Regions from separate parts of the Sus scrofa genome. Here region 1 is linked to region 2. A link is a contact called in public Hi-C data. All regions are on one chromosome and are shown on one strand. Each heading gives the region's core, a stretch centred on a gene start, on an enhancer-like site or on the middle of the called end of the contact. The rest is flanking DNA. Distances are from core to core; before and after follow the strand shown.

Region 1 (4,582 bases), core at 1,298-3,797, 75 kb after region 2:
AAATGTCCTCGGCTGGACAATAAGGTCTAACTCCCTCAAGTGCAAAGGGAGAAACCGAGATCCAGATCAGCCAAGTCCACACATCACCTTTGTAACGTTCTGGATCTGAAACTAAGATGTCCAAACTCCCAAAACAATGCTCTTTCCGCTCTACCACTCCATCAGCTTTTGTAGAGATACATCTTTATTGGTATCTTGGTCTCAAAGTTCCCATTCCAGCCATTAAGCAAACAAAAGGTCTCAGTGTAGAAAGCAAGGTTAAAAAATGACCTTAATATGGTGGACCAAAAAAAAAAAAAAGACTTTTAATTCTTCTCATTATCCTTATTTTTCCCCTCAAGTGTATGACAACCTCCAAATCCATTCCCCAGTTCCCTCCAAATGGTCATGTAAGTCATTCCTAAAAGCTACAGTGAGTTTTTTGTCCTGATCTACCTGATGCTACCCTCAGTTTGCACCCTATAAAAGCACCCTCCCCAGTATTTCTCATGAGCACCTCAAAGAGGTTAGGCTAAGAACACAGTCTGGTGGCACAGGATGCTGCAGTCTGCACTCAGTGACATTTACACATTCATTCAAGGATGGGGAAGAGAAGCCTGGAGCTCCAGATCTGTGACGCCAGAACCAAGCCCAGGGCTTGGCACAAAGTAGGGGCCAGTGAACATTTGCTGAATACAAATGAAGTAGCTGAAGCCCTCGGATGAATTGGGAGGGAGCTAGAGGAACACCTTCTCACCTCAGGCCAAAGCAAAAAGGCAAGTGGCTGCCTTTCTCACATAAACTACCACTGAGGTCCTCTAAACATCAGAGAAGTGCCTGGTTGGGATGGAGGATTGGGCAAAGGAGGCTGGCTAGATGGTGGGAAGCTGGGGTTCACGTATGGTGATTTCCTATTTCTAAGCCTCAGTGTTTCCATCTGTTAATGGGGAGTGGTCATTCCTTCAATACCTGTTTCAGGGGTGATGTGGATGTACACATAGTAACAGGCGGAGGTGCAAGAGGAGCCATTATTGCCATTTTAAAGTAAAGCAGGCAGGAGACCAGGTTTTTGAAAGGATGAAGGCTTCTTCTTTGCACAAAAGGCTCCTGAGGGGCTCCTCTCCCTAGGGGAGTGAGTTTCCCAGGGAAAGAGACAGCAACAAAAAAAGTCAAGCCTGGAGTGACCCTTAAGGGACCACTTCCAGCCTCTGGAGGACAAAAATCCCCTACGGCTCAATCCCAGTATTGTCCTCTCTAAGTGCCAAGCCTCACCCAGTCTCCCTTGTCCCCCGGGGCTCCAATCATCATCAAAGGGACGCTGGCTCCCACGCCACTACTTCAAACTGTTTACTAACACACCCACGTGCCAGACAGACACCGCTGGGGGCTACACCGGCAGCTTCAGCCAGAGGAAGGGGGAGGTGGCAGAAAGGCTTGCGCAGATCCAGTGCCTGACCTCAGCGGCAGAGGTTTGGCCACCCATGGGGTGCCCCCCTCTTGGATGGCCCAGGGCGGTCCTTACCCGAGTCGCTTGGGCTCTCGGACCCCGAGCAGGCCTGGGTCTTGGGCTCGCCCAGCGGACAAGGGGCAGCGGGTGCCGGACTGCCGGCTTCGAGGCTGGGAGCGCAGTCTGGGGCAGCGGGAGCCTTGGGCGGGTTTCCCCGGGGAGCGCCAGCGGCAAGCCGGTCGCTCACCGCTCTCTCCAGCCGTTCCCGGGCCGAGAAGCCGCTCCACATGCAGTCACGGCGGATGATGGAGGCGTAGTTCCTGCCCCAACCTTTCGAGTGACCCCGGATTTCTGCCTCGTCCGCAGCACCCCCTCCGGGCCACGGCTCCAGAGGACCAATTCCCGGGGCCGGGTCCCCGGCGCCAGGACCGGAGCCCCAGGGCGGCGACGTGGGGGGCGACGGCACCAGCTCGAATTTCTTCCAGATGTCCTCGCTGGGCGCCGTGGAGCGGTAGAAATCCTCCCCGCAGTCATAGTCGTAGAAATAGTGTTGGTACGAGTCGAAGTCCATGTCCGCTCCCTGCGGGAGGGAAGGGGGACGTGCTGACCCCGCTGCGGGCTCAGGGAGGGAGGCGTCCCTCGGCCCTCCAGCACAGCCTGCTGCCAGGCTCTTCTCCCTCCCCAACCTCTCGCGTCTTTCTCTAGTGTCCGGAGCAGCCCGGCCCTGGGTCAGAGTGCCCAAGGAAGCCGCTCACTGCGCGCGGTCTAGGCTGCGGGGAGCGAGTTCAAAGCAAACTTTGCCAGCGCCGCCCGGAGCGCAGCTCCCAGGGCCCGGCCGGGCCGGGCGGGGGCGCGCTGTGCCCTAAAGGCAGCCTGCAGCCCGCCCCCCCGGGACTGGCGCCCGTACCCTGGCCGCCCGCAGCCTCACCTCGCTCCCGCTGCCGGCCACCTGGAGCGGACCGGCTCCCCGCCGGCTCGGGGCAGCCCGGCAGCCCGGCAGCCCGGCAGCCCGCACACATGCACATGCGCGCCACCGAGCGCGCGGCCCGCATTCAGGAGCTCGCCCCCCGCGCGCGCGCTCCCGCCTTCACTCGCGCACGGCTGCCGGGACGCTCCCGGGAGCGGCGCGGGAGCGCGAGATGCAGGCGCATTGTTTCCCGGCTGCCTTATATCTCGTCGCGCGCCCAGGGCTCAGGGACCGGGGGCGGGCCCTACGGGACAAGCCCCGCCCTTCCCCGCCCCTCCCGGTCGACAGGTGGGGGCGGTGGAGTCTCAGCCCCCCCCAGTCCCCCGCCCCGCGCCCGGATCGTGGCTACTCTCTCCTGTTCTGTTCCCTGTATCTCTCAAAATGGATTGCACACTGGGGAGCGCAGAAGAGGCGGCAAGCTGATGCAGCCCGGCGGTTGCCTGATGGGGGCGTAACTCTTGAGCGAGGCCCGGGTGGTCCTCTGGAGGCCGAGGGAAACGCGCGCTACTTGCAGACTCTGGGCTGGAGAAGAGAACTACTCCCCGCCCCGCGAGCCTACTTCCTCGGGCTCGCCTCCTGTCGTTCTGGTGCGTCTGGCGAGGTAGGGTGGGGGCAGCCAAACGTCCACCACGCCACCTGGTGGCCCTTGGTCCTGAAGTGGGACTGGTCCCCAGCAACCGCTTCATCACCCTCTGGTCCGTTTCATCAGCTAGTGTTCCTAAACCTGGACAGACCTCAGCGAAGTAAGGTGGTGAGGACCCCAAACTTTGGATCCTGAAACTTAACCTTGCTGAGCCTTGGTCTCATCTATAAAATGAAGGGATGGTAATATCCCACAGGATTGTTGTGAGAATTTAAGAAGACAGAGTATCTAGTGAAGGGAACTAGGCCAAGAGAGGCAAGTAGAACAAACTTAGCCCCTGATGTGGGTGGTAAGGAGAATTTTTCCCCAAGACCAGGCCAGAGCTGAGATTCCCCCCCCTCACACCACACACAAAACTCGCTGTAGGAGCTGTACTAGTAGAGGAAAGAATGGGGATTTGCGGTCTGGAAACTTCTTTCAAGCCTTCAATTTGCCACTTGGTAGCTGTAGAGCCAAGTCATTTGAAGCCTCTGTTTACTTATGTGTAAAATGGGAACTTTGCTTGTAGCTCTGCATGTCTGTTTAAAATGATGGAGGTATAAGCCTTGTGTCCTCTTCTCCTCTTCTGTGCAGACTTCCTTCAATAGAAGAGGAAAAGTGGAGTTCCCGTTCGTTGCGCATGGGAAACGAATCTGACTGGGAACCATGAGGTTGCAGGTTCCATCCCTGGCCTCGCTCAGTGGGTTAAGGATCGGGTGTAGGTCACAGATGTGGCTCGGATCTGGCGTTGCTATGGCTGTGTAGGCCGGCAGCTGTAGCTCCCATTAGACCCCTAGCCTTGGAACCTCCATATGCCACGGGTGCAGCCCTAAAAGGACAAAAGACAAAAAAAAGGAGAAGAGGAAAAGCTAAACTATAGGAGCGTTCTATTTAGACCAAGGAAACTAACCTGGGATAGCAGCCCGTACATCTAGAATGCTCTAACTGGCATTCAAGGTCTGGTCTACAAACAGCAGCCTGATTACCTGCTGTCTGTCTCTCCCTCCCCATGGTCTAAGAGCACCAAACTCCTCACTGTCGACATCCTGGCAGAGGGATGTGAGATGTGCAAGTAGTTCATTGTGGTTGGAGCATGGGATACCAGTTGTAAGTTGATACATAGGTTGAGAGAAAAGACAAGGAAGATGACACCCTCAGTTTTGCTGTATGTCAGGTGCATGTGGGCATCTTCCAAGGCAGCAACTAGCTCTTGGTAGCTTTGCAATCTCAATACATAGAACAGCTTCTGACTGAACTTCCTGAGTGATTCAGGCAACCAGATTTTATTGAGATAGCCTGTGTACACCACACCGATTTGTGCTGAATGGAAGGCACAGCTCGGAAAGGTTGCAGGTTTGGTTGCAGCCTCAAGGCAGAGGGATTGGAACTGCCTTTTATGGACTTGTTCTCTGGTTCGCAGATGCCTGAAATGATTGCTGTACCAGAGTTTTTGGTTATAAGTGACAGATAAATTTAAGCAGAAAATCACTTTATTGGAAGGATTTGGGGCATATAACCCATGGGAGATTAGAAATATATGCTTGGAAAATGGGTCTTCTTTCTCTAG
Region 2 (4,668 bases), core at 959-3,458:
TGGCAGACTGACTCACCAGCCACTCACATGTCCTACTTGTGTAAACCTGCACAAGTTGCTGGACTTATCATATGCAAAATGGGGAGGATAATAGTACCGCTCCCACACTATTGTTTGAGGATTAAATGAGTTCTCACATGTAAAGGGTTTATACAATGCTTACCACAGAGCAAGCATTCAAGTGTTTTCACCTATTATTCATTATTAATCACCAGTCCATTCATTTTTTGAATTCTTAAAATTTATCTTTCATCATTCCGCTCTCCGTATCTCCTCTTTTATCTTTTTTTCATAGCTTTATCAGTGTCCTCCGGATTCCTGGGAAACCATCCGAAGTTGGTTTTCTTTATCAAATCCACCGACTGTGTTCAACCTAGCATTCACTGGTTTCATGCAGGTTTTAATTCAACAGCCACCTTTTTAATCTCCTCTTAAACTCCCATATCTCAGATGATTCCATTTGCAGGATTGCTGGTTCTACACATTACTTACGTACGTTTTTGAAGCCTATCGAAACATCCATCAGCTACCGCCTACATTTTCTTCTGTTCTTGCAATAAGAGTTTTTCTGAGGTAGGCAGCTTCTCTGGATCTTCAGAAAAATGATAAACCACTCTCTTCAAAACTGGAGACTATTTCTTACTTAGCCTTATGGGAGGAAGTCTCTATCTAGGGGAACCAACCATCCTCATCCTGTCCGCTCAAACTGAGGGGCTTCCCAGGACATGGCACTTCAGTTTGAACACCAGGAAAGTCCCGGTCTGAACAGGATGAGTTGGTCACCCTGCCTCCAGCTGTAGATGGCGTCACAAAGGGGTGCCCTGTCACATTGGTACGGACGTCCCTCCAAATCTTTCCCAAAGGAGGAAACCATCTTCTAGTACCTAGAACTACTCGCCGTCCCAAGGAACTATATCTAATCACTTGTGATGGAACATGACAGAAGAAAAAACGAATGTTTATATACGTATAGCTGGGTCACTTTGCTGTACAGCAGAAATCGACAGAACACTGTAAATCAAGTGCAACAGAAAAATTTAAAAACACACACACAAAAATGACCGGGGGGAAGAAAAAAAGGAACATTTAAACATGTGACACTGTCTTGGAAATAAAGAAAATCAACTTCCATCAACCCCAAACCTCCCGCAAAAGCTCTCCCAAACCTTTGGTAACTTGAAGACCAGACCACATTGACCATGGCCACTCTCTCTCCTCCCGTTTACTCCTCAAATTTGCTAACCCAAAACCTAAACATCTTTTTTTTTTTTTTTTTTTTTTGGTCTTTTTGTTATTTCTTTGGGCCGCTCCCTCGGCATATGGAGGTTCCCAGGCTAGGGGTCCATCGGAGCTGTAGCCCCCGGTCTTCGCCAGAGCCACAGCAACGCAGGATCCGAGCCACATCTGCTACCTACACCACAACTCATGGCAGCGCCAGATCCTTAACCCACAGAGCAAGCCAGGGATCCAACCCGCAACCTCATAGTTTCTAGTCGGATTCGTTAATCACTGAGTCACGACGGGAACTCCCAAAAACCTAAACTTCTCTTGCCGAGGTTATCACTGACGTCCTGTCACTAAAATCCACCGAATGCCTCTCATTCCTCATCGTGTGTGTACGTTCTTCTCTGCTGACCACTCCCTTCTCAAATGCTTCTGTGGCCCCAGACTCCTGCTCTCTCCTCCTCTCACTACTCCTCAGTTCCTGATGTAAGCTCCTCTCACACAATGTCCATGTTCCTCAAGTTCCGTTCCAGACCTTTTCTCTTCTCACTACCCCCCTACCCCAGTGACCTCATCTCCCACAGCTTCAAACACCACCAGTGCTAGGGGCTTAGAGATCCCTATCTCCCGCCCAGAATTCTCTCGGGGCTCAACCTGAATATCCAGTTCCGTACTGTACTTCCCATTAGGAGTCTCCACAGACAGTCTGATCTCAACAAGTCCCTAACTGAACTCTCCCGAGGCCTCAGGCCAGCCCTGCCCTCTCCTCCAGTGCTCTCCACCTTGGCCAAAGGATCCACCATCCATCAATTGCTCAATGTTTGACCCCTTTCTACTCCCTCACCACCCATATTTAATCGATCACCAAGTCCTGTAAATCCTACCTAGTAAATACTTGAATCACCCCGTCTCTACTGCCTCTAGGCTGTCTCCGGCCAATTCCGAGTGATTTCTCCAGCAAACACATCTGATGATGTTATCTTAGGGTTAATGGTTTACCGGGCCCTCTATGACCTAGTTCCGGCAGACCTCCCCAGCCCTTCTCCTGACACTCCCCTGCCTGGCTCACTCCCGTCACTTTTTCTGGTGGTTTTTTTTTTTTTTTTTTTTTGGCTTTTTGCCTTTTCTAGGGCATATGGAGATTCCCCAGGCTAGGGGGTCTAATCTGAACTGTAGCCACCAGCCTACACCAGAGCCACAGCAATGCGGGATCCGAGCTGCGTCTGCGACCTACACCACAGCTCACAGCAACGCCGGATCCTTAACCCACTGAGGAAGGCCAGGATCGAACCTGAAACCTCATGGTTCCTAGTCAGATTCATTAACCACTGCACCATGACGGGAACTCCTGGTGTGTTTCTTAGATGTCATTTCCTCAGATAGCCTTCCCAGATTCCTCTGAACGGGGCTGGCTACAATTACGAGTGTTCCCTCAACATCCATCTCTAATGTAACATTTATTATATCAACTGAAATAGCCTGGAAGACTTGAACTCTGAAGGCAGGAACTATCTTGTTCACTGATCTATCTCTGGCACCTAAAATGGTGAATAGTAAGCACTCATTTAAATCTGTCAAGCAATTTAAACAGACATTCCTAACATACAGCTTTCATCTGTTTATCGGTTTAGGCCCCCAAAGTTCTCCGCTTGCCTTTGCATTGGTCCAGTTCAAGTTATCGTGTGTCTCAAGGAAAATACAACTGCGTTGGTGGATGGCTCATCTGAAACAGCTAGAAGCCGCATCATACAGTGGAACGAATACAACGCCAAAACCAGGGTTCCAGCCACAGCCCTGCTACTCTGTGTGCTGTTGTGGGTGACCGCTGGACCTCTGAGCCTCACTTTCTCCACCTGAGAAATAAAGTGGCTAATCTAGATCAGTGATTTTCAACATATGTTCCACAGGGGAGGAGACTGACTTAGAGGGTCCCAAGGCCCCTGTGACCCACCCAGACCCCAAGCCGCTCTGATTCAATCTATATTCTGTATTGGAGTTCAGGTGAGGTTTTCTTTAGAGGAAGAAAAAAAAAAATGGATCCACAGTGAAAGCAAGTTTGAAAACAACTGAACCAGATGAATATTGGATTCTCTGCACTCTTTGCATGGTGACTTTTTTTTAATTTGAATTTTTTTTTAGGGCTGCACCCACAGCATATGGAATTTCCCAGGCTCGGGGTCGAATGGGAGCGATAGCTCCTGGCCTACACCACAGCCACAGCAACGCAAGATCCAGCTGCATCTGTGATCTATACCACAGCTCACAGCAATACCTGATATACCTGATCCTTAACCCACTGACTGGGGCCAGGATGGAACCCGAATCCTCATGGTTCCTAGTAGGATTTGTTTCTGCTATGTCACAAGGGGAACTCCCATGTTGACATTTAAAACAACTAAAAAGTGGAGTTCCCGTTGTGGCTCAGTGGTTAACGAATCCGACTAGGAACCATGAGGTTACAGGTTCAATCCCTGGCCTCGATCAGTGGGTTAAGAGGATCCAGCATTGCCATGAGCTGTGGTTGTACTCGAAGACAAGGCTCAGATCCCTGGTTGCTGTGGCTCTGGTGTAGGCAGGCAGCTGTAGCTCTGATTAGACCCCCATCCTGGGAACCTCCATATGCCATGGGAGCGGCCCAAGAAATGGCAAAAAGACCAAAAAAAAAAAAAAAAAAAAAAAGTAGTGTCTAAAAAGCACGTGGCACAAAAGAAATGAATCCAACTAGCATGACATTGTGGGGTTTGATCCCTGTGACTTGTTCTCCTGATTAATGGTGTGGGGTGGCATATAAACAATAGAATTCAGCTCTATTCAGCAGCCACCCTTGGAATTTCTAAGTTGAAGTCAGGTCTACTTTCTTTTTTTTTTTTTTTTTTGTTTAGGGCCGCACCCAAGGCATATGGAGGTTCCCAAGCTAGGGGTGGAATTGGAGCTACAGGTGCCGGCTTACACCAGAGCCACAGAAACGCGGGATCTGAGCCATGTCTGCGGCCTACACCACAGCTCACGGCAATGCCAGATCCTTAACCCACTGAGCAGGGCCAAGGGTCGAACCCTCATCCTCATGGTTCCTAGTCGGGTTCATTAACCACTGAGCCACAAAGGGAACTGCAGGAGTCAGGTCTACTTCTGATGTGAGGTGTGGAAGCTTCCAGTGATCACCTGAAGAAAACTGGTTGGCATGAAGGAAAAAGTGAAGCCAGCATTCAGAGAAGAGAAAGGCGGGGCAGATGGTGCCGGTGGTGACAGAGTCCCTGGTGGCAGTTGCTCCTGATGCCCAGAGGCACCAGATCTGCCCTTCAGGAGTGGCTTGGTTGTTCAACCTGTCCTTAGATTCCATGAGTCAATAAATCCTTCTTTATACCTGAATTCTAATTGGCTTTTGGTCCCTTACAACTGACAACTCTACATTAAGTCACTCATATAGTAGGAGTCTGTTTCCTC

The links. Hi-C and Micro-C count contacts between places; a contact is called where the count stands out from the background.
Region 1: a contact with region 2 is called in a Hi-C map of liver, with 3 times the contacts expected there. The contact joins the promoter of MYCL here to the enhancer-like site in region 2. A contact is called at or near these places in 3 of 5 promoter capture datasets (fetal liver, fetal skeletal muscle and liver), 22 of 47 Hi-C or Micro-C datasets (alveolar macrophages, brain, embryonic fibroblasts and 12 more) and 2 of 2 datasets of contacts at active chromatin or transcription factors (alveolar macrophages and skeletal muscle).

The regions. Positions count from the first base shown.
Region 1 is chr6:95,700,080-95,704,661 of Sscrofa11.1, forward strand. MYCL (protein L-Myc) reads right to left here and starts at 2,548. Exons shown (of 3, transcript XM_003127827.5): 1 at 2,355-2,548; 2 at 1,502-2,006. The coding sequence starts at 1,997.
Region 2 is chr6:95,625,528-95,630,195 of Sscrofa11.1, forward strand. TRIT1 (tRNA dimethylallyltransferase, mitochondrial) reads right to left here. Exons shown (of 9, transcript XM_021095994.1): 9 at 1-4,668. Among named protein-coding and RNA genes, the nearest start is that of BMP8B, 29 kb to the left of the region's middle. Within about 2 kb of position 2,209, at least 16 of the 83 cell types and tissues checked have an H3K27ac peak or open chromatin away from gene starts, as enhancers often do. A contact at or near this core is called in fetal liver, liver and omental adipose tissue, where this site is marked.